2 separate regions of the Mus musculus genome follow, and region 2 is linked to region 1. The links are chromatin contacts, called in public promoter capture Hi-C maps. All regions are on one chromosome and are shown on one strand. The core of a region is the stretch at or near the end of the contact, and the rest is flanking DNA. Distances in the headings are between cores, read along the strand shown.

The links. Promoter capture Hi-C pulls out the DNA fragments that hold promoters and counts their contacts.
Region 2: a contact with region 1 is called in a promoter capture Hi-C map of liver, with 4 times the contacts expected there. The contact joins the enhancer-like site here to the promoter of Snx25 in region 1. A contact is called at or near these places in 1 of 39 promoter capture datasets (liver), 1 of 484 Hi-C or Micro-C datasets (CD8 T cells) and 3 of 115 datasets of contacts at active chromatin or transcription factors (astrocytes, extraembryonic endoderm stem cells and pro-B cells).

The regions. Positions count from the first base shown.
Region 1 is chr8:46,150,893-46,153,919 of GRCm38.p6, reverse strand. Snx25 (sorting nexin 25) reads left to right here and starts at 1,479. Exons shown (of 19, transcript NM_001372342.1): 1 at 1,479-2,138. The coding sequence starts at 1,764.
Region 2 is chr8:47,650,901-47,653,927 of GRCm38.p6, reverse strand. No RefSeq gene overlaps it. Among named protein-coding and RNA genes, the nearest start is that of Ing2, 23 kb to the left of the region's middle. Within about 2 kb of position 1,532, at least 24 of the 459 cell types and tissues checked have an H3K27ac peak or open chromatin away from gene starts, as enhancers often do. A contact at or near this core is called in extraembryonic endoderm stem cells and liver, where this site is marked.

The DNA of each region.
Region 1 (3,027 bases), core at 230-2,729:
TTGTCTTTAAATAGTTATAAAAATAATTCACTTAAATACTACATTCTATTAGAATTAAATTTTAGGTATGCTTTTTAAATCTATGACTTCGTCTCCCACTTGAAATCCATATGCCATTGGGGAAATTTATTATGAAGACCTGGAATGAATACATGGGTGGATTGTTAATGTATACCTGTACCTTTTCTTGAATAATAACTTTTTTGTGTAATACTTTGTTTTAAGCAAGCAAGTAAGCAAGCACTTTATTCATGAGTATTGTGACTTTTTTCCTTTTTTTTGATGAAATGGCACAATACTTATTACAGATGGAACAACCCCTTTACAGAAAAAAACAAAACAAAACCAAAAACCCAGTGTAGCCACAATATATAACACTGCATTGTAACACCTATGTTACTTGTCTGCTACTCGGAGGGCACTACCCATCACCATATTAGCGAACACTGCAAACCTAGGCTGCACACCTTTGATTCCAGCACTCTGAAAGCAGAGGCAAGTAGATCTCTGGGGGGGTCCAGACTAGCCTGGTCCACATAGTGAGTTTCAGGATAGCCAGGTTTACACAGAGAGACCCTGTCACAAAACAAAATAGTACAAGTTAAAGAACCTGGACTTCTTCATCTCAGTGTCATGGGGGTGCTAGCTCCTTATCTGTCAAGCTTCTCTTATTTTCTTATTTCATTTTTTTTTTTTTTTTTGTCTTCTCTACTCTATCTCCTCTCCCAGTGTCTTCAGAAATCCTTCATTTCCATCATCCCTCTAAGACAGTCAACACCCTTTATGGGCTTTGGCAGCTCTGTTACAGTATTGAGCAGCATTTGGACATCTTTCATCTCAGCAAACATCGTCTGTAGACTACCGGCTGCAGTCAAGAGAGGAAAGGAAAATATGTTCTCTCAAAATTCTTTGAACCAGTTTCTTTTGCGTGGGTAACAGCTTTTGTACCGAGTAGTTGTTGGCAACAAAAACACAAAATCGGAGCCAAATCGATTGTGGCAGCTATGTACACTCTCTGGCACTGGGGAGTCTTTCCATAAGTAAGTGGGAACCACAGGCTTCGCTTGACTCCTCCAGGTTTGTCTTAGTCCCCTACCCTTGGGCAGTGGAGTGGGGTCCGTTGGAAGAAAGTAGTAAAAGAGAGGATCAGGGACAGTACGAGGTTAATCAGAGAGCTAGAGAACAAGGCTGGCGTCTGGTATGGGGCTGTAGGCAAGGCGAGGAGCGGAGAGACGAAAATAAGGGGGTACCTGAGCGGAGCTCAACGCAGGCTTCTGACACCTGCAGCAAAATTTTCCACGAACAGACGCGGTCCCCGGGGGGCGGGGGCGGGGCTCGGGAAGTAGCGGGGTCCACTGCGATTGGTCGCGCCCCTTTCCGGCCGCCCCCGCCCCGGGTGGGCGGGGCGACCCCGCCCCACTGTCACTCAGCCGCAGGTCCCGCCCCCGCCCCCGCGCGTCTCGAGCCCTTGGGGTTTCAGTCCCCCTCGCGGTCCCGCTACCTGGGCGCGCCCGGTCGGCGGGCAGCTGCGGGCCCGGCGCGGGGCGGCGGCACCGAGGCGGGAGGGGGGGCGCGGCGGTGTCTGTTGGAGCGGTTCCCGCTCAGGGCCGCCGGCGAGGGCATGAGCGCGGGCTGCCCTTGCCTCGCGAGCGGCGGCGGGAGCGGCGAGGCGGCGGGGCGCCGCGCACAGGCCACGGCCCGGGGCGGCGCCGGGGGGCTGCGGGCCGGGAGATGAGCCTGTCGCCAGCGGCCCAGGAAGCAGCATGCACCGCGATGCCACCGACAGCAGCGGCGCCCGCCGCGGCCCCACGTCCGCCGCAGACGCCTGCCGCGCTGCCCGGGGCTCCGCGGACCGGCCGCGGACGGCGGACGGCCCGGGCTGGGGCTGGCGGGGGCCCGCGGCCGTGGCCGCCCTGGCAGTGCTGGCGCTGTGCTGCCTGGTCCCAGGCTGGGGACCGGCGGCGGGCACGGGGCCGGGCGCCGTGCTGCTGCGCCTCAGCCTGTACCTGAGCTGCGCCGCGGCCGCCTTGCTGCTGGGGACACTGGTCTCGCTCGTCTGCTGGAGCCCGCGCGCCCAGCCGCCGGACTTCGTCTCTTCCTGGAGCCGGCTGGCGGCGACCGTCCGCTGTCCGCTGCGGGTGAGTACCGGTCTCGACTGCCTCGCGTGCCCGCGGCCTCGTGCGCGCGCAGACCCCGGGGGGCTCCGGCCGGGTGGCCCTCCGGCAGCCGAAGCCCGCGGAAGACTGGGCTGCGCGGGCTTGGTCACGCGCGCCGTTTTAGGCGCTGTAGTTAACTCATCCACCATCCTCTGCACAGAGAGATCCATCCAGGCGGGTCTCCGATGTTGAAGTGCAGTTGGTGAGTGCCGAGAAAAATCCGCTTACAGCACCCACGGGAGGCAGGCTTCGCATTCATCACTGATGCTCCTGTTTGGTTCTTCGATCTGTAGTGGTTGGGAGATAACTTTATGACGGCTTACAGAAGAGAAAACTTGGTTAGGTCACCCAGTCCGAGGGAGCTCACTCAATGGGCCCCGTGTACTTCATACCTGTAAGGTCCTGTCTTCCACCATGTTGGTTAAGTTGTCATGCAGCTCAGGTGGATGTCTATTTGAGGGGGTTGAGGGGGTGGCATGCTCACCAGGAACCACTGTCGTTTGTTAAGAGGAAAAGCTGTCCTCAGGCAGGTGTAGGACATCAGGGTTGTGGTTATGTTGCGGAACGTAGGAAAGAACTGGATTTTCAACGTGCTTTGCCCTCCTTCCTACCAACCCTGTTTGCCTTAAATCAAACTTTACCTCCAGTCTGTTTATAATAACCCTTTAAAAGGACCTTCATTTTACCGGACTTGGCTGATTGATATCTTCATAAAACTAAAATTGCCCGAGATCTTGGGAGCCAGAGCAATGGCAGTGGCTCAACTTCATAAAAACGTTTGTTAGAGTGACTGCTGTCCCCAGAGTTTCTATTTGCTTATGGCATGAACCGTTTATTACTTTCTGGAAGAGCTTCCTACTTTTCAAAATGA
Region 2 (3,027 bases), core at 283-2,782, 1.5 Mb before region 1:
CTTGGGTTTTGTGAGGCCTGACTGTGTTGTCATTTCCCTAAACTGCCTGATTGCTTTGGTTGAAAGGACACCCTTGAGCTGGGTGTGGTGGTGAATGCCTTTAATCCCAGCACTCGGGAGGCAGAGGCAGGTGGATTTCTGAGTTCGAGGCCAGCCTGGTCTACAGAGTGAGTTCCAGGGCAGCTGGGGCTATGAGAGAAACCCTGTCTCCAAAAACCAAAAAAAAAAAAAAAAAAAAAAAAAGACAGGCCCCCTTTTCTCTCCTCTGGCCCCTTATTTGCATTTGCTGTACTTCTATCTCTGGCTTCTCATCTGGAAGTGTCACCCGATGTCACTTCAGCCCCGTTCTTCTGCCACTTTCTCCACACTCCTCTGAAATCTCACTATTTTGGTTGTCAGCCACTACCTTGCAGATCCACACAGATCTGCTGCTGGACACCCATGCTCTCTGTTTGGCTTCCCTAGCTGTCCCAGTAACAGCTTGTACCAGTATGTGTTCTGACATCCCAGGTCTCTCCCAACATCCATGCCAGTAATCCTACATAATTTTTTTCCTCCCAAGGCAGGTTTCTCTGTGCAGTCCTGGCTATCCTGGAACTTGCTCTGTAGACCACGCTAACCTCAAATTCAGAGATCTGCCTGCCTCTGCCTCCCAAGTACTGGAATTAAATGATGTGCTTCCATGCCTTGCTTGATAGACCGTTTACTATGGACAACAGAAAACACAGTTTCTTTAACAGGCTTCAAAGTAGAGCAGTATACCAATGCGCAAACGGCTTCTTTTTCTCTCTTTTAATTACTGGTCCCATGGTTGTGCACTCCTGTAATCCCAACACTTGCGAGAGTTCAAAGCCAGCCTGGGCAACATAATGAGACCCAATTTCAGCAAAGGGTATTGGTCCTAATTTTATATCTGAGTCTTCTCTTTGTTGCATGCTACAACATTTAGACAAGCTTGAAATTCATTTGGAATTAAGAATTGCACAATTAGCAGGGCTCAAATCTAACCTAGAGGTTGTATGTGGAGGGGGAGGTTTTATTGGCACAGAGGACCTTAGAGCAACCTGGGACATAGCTTGTAGGTCTTTGTGGGTCACCACGCACTAGCCGTAGAGCTATATAATGACCTAAAGACAATGCATGCTGAGCGGTGAGAATGGTTTGAAAACCAGATAGGAATTTGGATAAGGAATAGCTCCCTCTGGATTCTTTTGTTAGTCAGCAAGAAATGTACCTTGCTATCCACCTACCACCACTCAATTGCAGTCTATCCTGTGAACAGCCTGGGACCAGGAATGTGACCAGTCCGAGTCTGCAGATTACTTGGCTACAGTCATGCCTCCCCCCCAACTCCCCGGCTTAATACTGTTAAAGCTGGCGAGTTAATCTGCATCTGCCTATCGCCTGCTCTCCCCTTCTCTATTAGCTCAAGCTAATAGAAAAACAAAGATGTTATTTATTTCCCCTCTTAAAGCTTCCAGCCTTGGTTAGTTAATAATTGATCTTCAACAAATAGCCCTTGAGCAACTAAAGAACTTTTCCATTGCACAAATCCTCATACCATCTCATCTGGCTTTATCTGAGAGAGGGCCCATTGGTGTTAGGGTCCCGGAAGTCCTGGGCCAAAGAAAGGGGAGATATGTGGTAAGAAGGCTCAGCAGGCAATGGTGCTTGCTGCCAAGCCTGAGTTTGAGCCTCTGGGATCTACGGGATGGAAGGAGAGAAGCAAGTTCCACAGTTGTCTTCTGAGTTCCGCATGCACGTAATAAGTAAGGCACACGGACACACCCTCATCGTTATACATTTTTTTTGTAAGCCGTGGAGTAAGGTACAGCCTGGAATAGTCTCTATAGTGAGAAGCATCCCTTGGTCTGCTCTCCAGGCTCCTCACACATACCCTGTCTCAGCAGTCAGGATTTGTTGCAGAGGTAAGTAAGGCATGGGTAGGACTTAAGTCAAGGACTGCACTGTTCTTGTCGCGATTATTTTATGTCAACCAGCACAAAGCAACTCCAGGATAGCTTCATCTATTCATGCAACACTTTTTCAAGACAGGGTTTCTCTGTATATCCCTGGCTGCCCTGGAACTCACTCTGTAGACCAGGCTGGCCTCGAACTCAGAAATCCGTCTGCCTCTGCCTCCCGAGTGCTGGGATTAAAGGCGTGCACCACCACTACCCAGCACTTTTTTTTTTTTAAGATTTATTTACTTATTATATGTAAGTACACTGTAGCTGTCTTCAGACACCCCAGAAGAGGGCATCAGATCTCATTACAGATGGTTGTGAGCCATCATGTGGTTGCTGGGATTTGAACTCATGACCTTCAGAAGAGTAGTCGGTGTTCTTAAGCGCTGAGCCATTTCTCTAGTCCCATGCAACACTTTTTTATTTGTTTTTTGTTTTTTTTTTTGGCTTTGGGTTTTGAGGTACGGATTCTCTGTGTAGCCCTAGCTGTCCTGAAACTCACTCTGTAGACTAGGCTGCACTCAAACTCACAGAGATCCACCTGCCTCTGCCTCCCAAGTGCTGGGATTAAAGGTATTCACCACATAACATTTTCAAAAGCGTCTTTTCATTGTGGATGAAGTACTTTCAAGTCTTTTAAGAAGCTAGTAAGGAGTTTGGATAGAGCAGTTACCGGAACCGTCACGTTGTCTGCATTAGTCTCTTCTCTTGGTTGTATTTTTCTTTCGTTTTCCTATCTCAAGGTTTCCAAGAAGGCAGAGAAAGGTGATTGAGATTGGCCCGTGCAGTCTGGCTGGTATTTCCATACAAGTTTGGAATGTGCAGAATCAGCCCCAGCTATCGATAAAAGTAAGCAAGACTCTAAAACAATGATCTCAAAAATGCAACTGTCCAGACACAGCTAAGCCCCAGTCTAAAGAACTGGCCTGCTGGGAGGCTGTCTTTAAGACAAGTTAATAATACTGGGTCTCAGTTCAGAGCAGTGCCTGGATTCCTATCATTCCCAACTTTGTTTACCTTTCTGGGGAGATCAACTTAGCCGCTGACTGCATTCAAGGAT